3 separate regions of the Mus musculus genome follow, and all the other regions are linked to region 1. The links are chromatin contacts, called in public HiChIP or PLAC-seq and promoter capture Hi-C maps. All regions are on one chromosome and are shown on one strand. Each heading gives the region's core, a stretch centred on a gene start, on an enhancer-like site or on the middle of the called end of the contact. The rest is flanking DNA. Distances are from core to core; before and after follow the strand shown.

Region 1 (2,810 bases), core at 129-2,628:
TGACACAAAACTAGCCAGTACAACACATTTAGTTGCAGAGGCCTTACACTGCATATTTATTTTTCTTAAGCTTTTCATTTTCAGCATCAATTCAGTTTGATTTTTCTTTCATATTTCCATTTCTTTATTTAATTCCACTTTCATATCTAACAATTAGCTTCCTATATCATTATTAAACTTTTATTCATGTCTACTTTCATTTCTTTAAGCGGGCCTTCATATCTTTGAACATGTCAAGAAGTGAGAATATATTCATAATCACTCTATGGAAGTTTATGTCTAAGTCACGTCCATTAAGAGTTGCTACTCCGGGGAGTGTAGTTTAAGGAAGAGACAGGTTTGGTTACTTTTTGTTTTAAAGGTATGATTGTTTGTATGTATGTCTGTGCACCACATGTGTGCAGTGCCTTCTGAGATCAGAAGACAGTGTTTGATCCCCTGAAATGAGAGTTACAGACAGTTATAGGTGCTGAGAATCAAAACCAGGTCCTCTGAAAGTGGGAGCAGTGCTAACCACTGAGCCATCTCTCCAATACAAGTTATTTTAGTTTGTATTTGTGTGTCTGTGTCTGAGTGTCTGTGTGTGTGTCTATGTGTGTCTGTGTGTGTGTCTCTGTGTATGTCTGTGTGTGACTCTGTGTGTGGTGTGTGTGTATCTGTCGATTCATGCCTATTTGGTGTTCTGTGTACATTTCACTATTTCCCTAAATGTGGAACTATTTTTACTATGGTTTTGTGGAAAATATTTTTTACACCTTTAGCATGCAATTCAACTTCTTTTACTCCATAATTCACAAATTTGCTCTTTCCATGTTGTCCTAAGTATATCACACATTTTACACACTTATATTAAACCAGTCACTGTCTTTGACCTAATATCTCAGTCCCTTACTATGTCTTCCATCCCTGTTACTTTTTTTGTTGTGTGTGTCTGTCTGTGTATGTGTGTCTGTGTGTGTCTCTGTATACGTGTGCCTGTGTGTGTCTCTGTGTGTGTGTGCCTGTGTGTCTCTGTGTGTGTGTGGTATGTGTGTCTGTCTGTGTGTCTGTGTGTGTCTCTGGGTGTGCTGTGTCTGTGTGTGTGTGTCTGTGTGTAATATGTGATTTTAAAGTGGAGCTCTCAGCTCAGGTGTCAAGGTCAGTTTCTCTTGAGTCAATTTTCTTGTTTCCTTGAGTATTTGCAATGTTCCAGAGGGTTATGGTACAGTTGAGGTGTCATTTCTCTCTGTGCTTGGACTACTAAGGTCTGTGTCTCTAGTCCTCCTCTGAGAGCAGGGTATCATCTTCAGCACCAGTCATGACCAGGAATCGGCTCATTTACTGCTGGATGGTTTGTGGTGTCTCCCGTGTTCCTTTTCTGGTTCCACAAACCCGTCTCAGTGCTTGGAGTTCCTCTGTGACTGACCACTTCTTCCTTTTCTGTCTGATGGTGAACACCTTTCTGGACCAGCTCTGGACCAGAATCTGATGTTATGCTCTGGGAAGGGGTCCTCTGGATCTAGTTTGCCTCTGGGTCTGACTTCAGATCCATTGAGGGCTCTATCTTTGGCTTGCTATCTGGAAATGTGTGTCTGCCTTTTGGAATCTGACATACTTGCACTGAGAGTGCAGAGTGGGTCTTGGGGTGCTCAGCTTAGCTGCGCTTGTCTCACTAAGGGGTCCATGCGAGGCAGGTGTAGAGACAATTGGTGCTGATTCATGACGTGAGTGGGGGAGTTAATGTAACTAGGTGATGGTGGGTCAGTGGGAGAGATACAGCAATCTCCAGATCACAGATGCTGACTTTATAGGGCCAGTGGGCAGGAGGCAATGGATGCAAACATGGAGACACTGAACTCAAAGACTATGGCTTATTCTTGTGATTCAAAATACAATTAACCCCTTGCCTAAAAATACTAGTTCATTCTTCATATTTGTCTCAGCTACATTGTCAATTCCTTTCAGAAATCTCCCTAACTTACCCTAGCCTGGAGTAGATGCCTCCACCCTGCATTTCTTCCTGCTGCAGCATATATCACCATTTACTGAAATTTCCTGTATAATTATCAATCCCTCTATAAAGAATATAAACTCCACAAAGGGAACTCATTACTTTATAGCTACTGATCAACATCCATGATATGTCTGGCACATAGTAGGCACTTAATAAATATTTGTTGGATAATTAATAATGAATATGCACTGCTGTTGTATAATGGAAAACACTAGTAAGTAGGTTAAGAAGTAACACATCTTAATCAGCTCACACTTCCTCCCTCCAGCTCCGGAAACACCACACTGAAGTGAAAGCAGCTACCACACCAGTTATTTTTCCTCAGAAGACTGGAGTCTGACTGGACATGGCCCAGCGCCATCTGTGGATCTGGTTCCTTTGCCTACAAACCTGTGAGTTCTGAACCTTGTTAGTATTGAAGTCCTACTATGTCATAACTTTTTAGAAAATACACATGGGAGGGCAGGGACGTGTCCCTTTGATCTCGTTTCAGCAGAATTTCCTGGGCTTTCTGTTCATATTACACTCAACCTACTGAACTAGAGTGAGACCTTAAGACCCAAGCAATGTGCTTCATCACATTAAACCAGTCTTCTTTCACTTTCTGTCCCCTTTCCTACCTATGCCTTCAACTCCTGGTCCCTCCTCTTCCTATTGTCCTATGGGTTGTTGCACTGTTTATTTGGGTTAAGTTTTTGGTTTCCAGCATCATTTCAGCTTGATTTTCCTTTTGTATTTCCATCTGTTTATTCTCTTGTCTTAACTGGTATGATCTGTGTATGCCTGGGACATAGTAGGCATTTAATAAATATTTGTT
Region 2 (2,810 bases), core at 126-2,625, 590 kb before region 1:
AGATTTAGGGGTTGGTCTCTCTCTCTTCCCCCCCCTATCTTTCGTTCTCTCCTCTCTAGTGATAAGGAGTGAAATAGGGGAGGGGTAAAGAGGAGGGAAAAGGAGAAGCCACAAAATAGCAGACCCGCTTGCTACACTAGCCAGGCAGCGGTGGCGCAGGCCTTTGATTCCAGCATTTGGGAGGCAAAGGCAGGTGGATTTCTGAGTTCGAGGACAGCCTGGTCTACAGAGTGAGTTTCAGGACTCCCAAGGCTACACAGAGAAATGTTGAATTAAAAAACAAACAAACAAAAAACATCAGCAAAGATTTCTGACAACTTGAAACAGCAGCTCTTAGCACTCACCATTCCAAGGAGGAGGTTTCCAGTGGGCTGTTTCCTTGGAGGGGTACATGACAGCTCCCGAAAACTGCTCTGCCCATTCAATATCTGGCTGCCACTGCCGAGCACCTCTGGGGAATTAAAGATAGATTCTATACACGGGGCATGAGCAGTATGTGTGGTTCTTCTGTTCCAAGTCACTTCTCAAAACACGTTTTGGAGATTATAATGGAATCACAACATTTCTCCCTTCCCGTCCAGCCCCCCATATGCCCCTCCCCACTCTCCTTCAAAGTCATGGCTTTTTTTTCACTAGTTGTTATTGCAGGCATACATATATTTGTATATACATATATATTCCGAAACATCCTATCCACTCTTATGTGAGCCCGAAGAAGGATGGCCTGAATGGCAGAGCTGTGTTCTTCAATGCCAAGTCACTGACACATATATCTGGGACATACAAAGCTGGGGTCGAAGCTGCTTCCTGAATATGAATGTTGAGAACATCATGTATGCATGGTAAACCTAAGATTACTAAGAGACAGGGAGTATGGAAGGCGGGAGGAGAGAGGGAAAGAGCATAGGCGAGCAAAAAAGAGGGAACTGGGGAAAGAGGGCTCAGAGAAGAGGGGGTCTCCTTCGGATATGGGAGGTACTCTCTAGCCATTCATCTGAAGGGTAGGATATTTCATCCCACATATTTCGCTTCTGACAAAAAAATAAAAATTCATCTCCCTTATTTCCCATCCTTTGCCACAGGAGGCTGGCTGCACCTAGGAACCTAGGAAGAAATCTGGTCTGCGTGAGGAGGGTTACAGGCCTGGGTCATTCTCTCCTCAGGGGTCACAGAGCCCTTGAAATGTCCTCAGAGTGGAGACATTGCAGTTCTGCAGAGACCGCATGTAGGGACCGCCTCCTCCTCACCTGCTGGGCTGACTTGGCAAGCGGATCCCAGACCCGGGCCGCAGCACCGGGGCTCCGACCCCACGGAGGCAGCGCAGCGCCCTCAGGGCCGCCATCTTTACCGGGCTGCAGACTGTAGGAAGGAGAGCCGGGCGGAAGTCGCTCCCGCGCGCCCCCTGGTGGGCTTCCCTTCTTATCGCCACAACGGAGTCCCCATCTTGGAAGCTGGCAGGGAGGTCAATTGCGAACGGAACAACATCCGGATTCCGCTTCTCAGCTTCACTTGCGTTTCAATAACGACGACTGCCGTCATCTTTAGTAAGGGCGTCCCTCCCACGGCTTCTCTGGGCGTGAGAGATTTACTGCTCTCTCCTGAGGCAACTTCGCGCAGAATCCAGCACTTCCCGCTAGGTCCACGCTCTGCACTCGAACTTTCCTTAGAAACTGCGCTCCCTCTAGGTCCCCTACGCACTCTCTGTATGGGCGTTCCTTGACTATCTTACCATCTTGGTCAGTCTCCTGCGGTAGTCCTGCTTTCCGACAGAAGCCCCCAAGTTTTGATGACTATCTCTTTACTACGAAATCCAAAAGTGTTCATTTCCAGAGGTCCGGAAACGGGCTTGTGTGAAGGGACTCAAGTGCAGATGGGCAAGTCACAACAAACGGGAATTCACAGCCAAGGCCACGAGCGGTGGTGGAGCAAGGGGGCACTTGGTGCAAAGATAAGGAAGCAGCAATTTACAAATGGGAGGGGAAATGCTCTGACAGTGACTCTTCAATCCCTGCGATGCCCAAGTCACAGACTCAGGGAGCACCCTTAGCAATACCTAGTAACCCGCCTCCATCCTGGACGGTCTTACGTGCCACAGTCTTCCTCAGACGTATCTAATAACATAGACATGTAATAATTCCAGGACTCTGAGCCTAATTTTGTATGGACAAAGAGTTTTCCTGCCCTGGAGACTGATTTTTGTCTTTTTGTCTCCAAGCCCGGCTCCAGCTGGGCCACCCACTCTTTGAGGTTCTCCAATTTTCTCATTGGAAAGAGACCTCCTCCACATCTCCCCCAGACAGGGTCCCTGGGACATAGGCCACCAGCGGTGCAGCTGGGTGGAGCAGACAGACCAGGGGAGTGGCACCGAGCATTCTTTGTTGCAGAGGAAGAGGAGAAAGCCAGATTTCTAGGCTAAAAATTGACCTAATGGGAAGCATACCAAAGGGTGGGGCCAGAGATCCGTTGGCTGTGGGAACTGACCAAGACCTGGTGTAGACAAGGTGGTCCCCAGAAAGTCAAGGCAGAGGCTTGGTCCCCTTACCCTCTACAGCCACCTCTCCTTTTCTGGGCCTTTCTTCCTGAGATATAGTTTAAACACAAAATGTGGTGATGATGGGAGGGGGGGTTCCTCATTTTTGTGTTAATCCATCCTATGTGAAGTCAAGACAGACTCTAGCTTGCTTAGCCCTGGGGGTAGTTCAAGCAGGAACTGGGATGAGAACTCTTGGGGGGCTACCTAGGACACTGCATCTTTTGTGCCTTCTCCTTCTGCCAGCACCCCCCTCCCCACGTGCTGTAGCTGCCACTCT
Region 3 (2,810 bases), core at 206-2,705, 540 kb after region 1:
GTTTTATTTATTCTCCATAAATCCTGATTTTGCTCATTGATACAGATAGGGATATCTACTTTACATTAAAAAGTAGTTAGTATGTCTGACAACTGGGAATAAGTCCTTAACAAATAACAATTATGATAATTTAGGCCACGTATACTGTGATAACACAGTATCATTCAAATAACTCTTGACAGGCTCGACTTCTAAGATCAAGCCAGACAGTCTGTGTCAGTTACCATGTGCCTGCAACTGTAATGCAAGGAAGTACAAAGAAATACATACTTTCTACTCTCAAGAACCCTACAATTTAGTTATAAGGTTATTTGAATGGTAATGTGTTATCACAGTATATTATGGGCAATGCATAGTAAAAAACCAATAGAGGTAGTTATTAATCTACACCATGTAATTACATCAAAGCACAGACATACCAGACTATGACTAGAGGTTAATACGGCTCACTCAAAGGATAAATGTGAAGTGTAGGATGAGAGATGTCTAGGCCGAATGGAGCCACTTCTATGGTAATCTAGAAGACATTCCCTAGGGGCAGGCTCAGTTTGTAAGATCAAGGCAGTCTGCGTCAGTTACCATGCGTCTGAGACTGTAATACATTACAAGAAAGTACAAAGAAATAAAGAAATACTTTCTACTCTCACGAACAATTTACTTGAAACTGAAAACATTGTAAAATAAAGTATGAAGTTCTTGGCCCGGCGTGGTGGCGCACGCCTTTAATCCCACCACTTGGGAGGCAGAGGCAGGCGAATTTCTGAGTTCGAGGCCAGCCTGGTCTACAGAGTGAGTTCCAAGACAGCCAGGACTATACAGAGAAATCCTGTCTCGAAAAACCAGAAAAAAAAAAAAAAAAGAGTATGAAGTTTTAAAAAGTCAATTATAAGTGCAGTAAGAAATCAGGAAAAGAATGAAAGAGTTGGAGTCTTTGGCAAGAAACTAATAGTGGTAGGGTGAACGGAGTGGGTTGACGGCCGATTTTGACCTAGTTGAAGAGTTCTTGAAAAGAACGGAGTTGACAGTACTCCAGGGGAGACAATCTAGACGTATTTCGGTAGGAGGAACCTTCTTATCAGGGTAAAAAGACTATTTTATTTTAGGCTTATTCTTTCCATCTGTATTTCCCACTCTCAGTCCTCCAAGCCAGTTGGGCGGGATGTAAGTAGCAGCAGGTAGCAGCTCACTGTGTTCAGCGTCCTCCTCCGTAGATCTGAGCTGGGAACGCGGAAGCTCTGGTTACTAAAAACAAAGTTCACCCAGGTCCCAGGTCCACGACATCTCAGCCACTCCGGGATTTCCGGACAGCGGAAGCGTCGCCAATAAGGGACCGGAAATCCCGCCTTCGCCGGAGGAAGCTGCGGACGCTAGACAGCCAATCCCGAGGAAGGCAATCGTTCCGCGGAGACAGCTGAGAGCCCGCGCGGGGCTGGAGGCCGGAAGTACCGTGGGGGCGGGACTTGGGGTGCCGGAAGTGATCATTCCTCGGTTCTTCCTGTCGGTGCTGTAGCAGAGGAGATGCTCCCGGCGGCTGAGAGGCGTCAGCCCGAGGACGGTTAGCGAGAGGGGCGCAGTGTGGACCCGGGGCCGGGCCGGGCCGGGCGGGTGGCCCGCACTCGGACCATGAGCTACCCCATGCACTGGGGGGAATGGATCCTGAACTTTCGGGTGCCGCCCGCCGGGGTGTTCGGCGTGGCCTTCCTGGCCCGGGTCGCCCTGGTTTTCTACGGTGTCTTCCAGGACCGGACTCTGCTGGTGAGGTACACCGACATAGACTACCACGTGTTCACGGACGCCGCGCGCTTCGTCACGGAAGGGCGCTCCCCGTACCTGCGGGCGACCTACCGCTACACCCCGCTCCTGAGCTGGCTCCTCACCCCCAACGTCTACCTCAGCGAACTCTTCGGCAAGTTTCTCTTCATCAGCTGCGATCTCCTCACCGCCTTCCTCCTGTACCGCCTGCTGCTGCTCAAGGGGCTGGGGCGCCGCCAAGCCTGTGGCTACTGCGTCTTCTGGCTTCTCAACCCTTTGCCCATGGCGGTGTCCAGCCGGGGCAACGCGGACTCCATCGTCGCCTCCCTGGTTCTCTCGACCCTGTACTTCATAGAGAAACGGCTCATCGCGTGCGCCGCGGTGTTCTATGGCTTCGCGGTGCACATGAAGATGTACCCGGTGACCTACATCCTCCCCATAGCGCTCCATCTGCGGCCCGAGCGCGACGATGACGAGCGTCTCCGGCAAGCCCGGTTCTCTTTCCAGGCTCGTTTGTACGACTTCCTGAGGAGGCTGTGTAGCTGGGCAGTGCTGCTTTTCGTAGCAGTTGCAGGGCTCACGTTTGTTGCCCTGAGCTTCGGTTTTTACTATAAGTACGGTTGGGAGTTTTTGGAGCACACCTACTTTTATCACCTAACTAGGAGGGATATCCGCCATAATTTCTCTCCGTACTTCTATATGCTGTATTTGACTGCCGAGAGCAAGTGGAGTTTTACTCTGGGGATTGCGGCGTTCCTGCCACAGTTCATCTTGCTGTCAGCCGCATCTTTCGCCTACTACAGAGACCTTGTCTTCTGCTGTTTCCTTCATACGTCCATTTTTGTGACTTTTAACAAAGTCTGCACCTCTCAGTACTTTCTTTGGTATCTCTGCCTTCTGCCTCTGGTGATGCCACTGGTGAGGATGCCTTGGAAAAGAGCCGTAGTCCTCTTACTGTTCTGGTTCATAGGACAGGCCTTATGGCTGGCTCCTGCATATGTTCTAGAGTTTCAAGGAAAGAACACCTTCCTGTTTATTTGGTTAGCCGGTTTGTTCTT

What was found. Promoter capture Hi-C pulls out the DNA fragments that hold promoters and counts their contacts. HiChIP or PLAC-seq counts read pairs in DNA pulled down with a chosen protein or histone mark.
Region 2: an H3K27ac HiChIP or PLAC-seq map of microglia shows a contact between it and region 1, with 4 times the contacts expected there. The contact joins the promoter of Ndufs2 here to the promoter of Cd84 in region 1. A contact is called at or near these places in 1 of 115 datasets of contacts at active chromatin or transcription factors (microglia) and 1 of 9 other capture datasets (pancreatic islet).
Region 3: a promoter capture Hi-C map of the HPC-7 cell line shows a contact between it and region 1. The contact joins the promoter of Pigm here to the promoter of Cd84 in region 1. A contact is called at or near these places in 3 of 39 promoter capture datasets (the C10 cell line, the HPC-7 cell line and hippocampal neurons) and 2 of 115 datasets of contacts at active chromatin or transcription factors (bone marrow-derived macrophages and memory CD8 T cells).

The regions. Positions count from the first base shown.
Region 1 is chr1:171,838,319-171,841,128 of GRCm38.p6, forward strand. Cd84 (CD84 antigen) reads left to right here and starts at 1,379. Exons shown (of 9, transcript NM_013489.3): 1 at 1,379-1,480; 2 at 2,262-2,385. The coding sequence starts at 2,340.
Region 2 is chr1:171,245,747-171,248,556 of GRCm38.p6, forward strand. Ndufs2 (NADH:ubiquinone oxidoreductase core subunit S2) reads right to left here and starts at 1,376. Exons shown (of 13, transcript NM_153064.5): 1 at 1,248-1,376; 2 at 345-451. The coding sequence starts at 1,342.
Region 3 is chr1:172,375,076-172,377,885 of GRCm38.p6, forward strand. Pigm (phosphatidylinositol glycan anchor biosynthesis, class M) reads left to right here and starts at 1,456. Exons shown (of 1, transcript NM_026234.4): 1 at 1,456-2,810. The coding sequence starts at 1,624.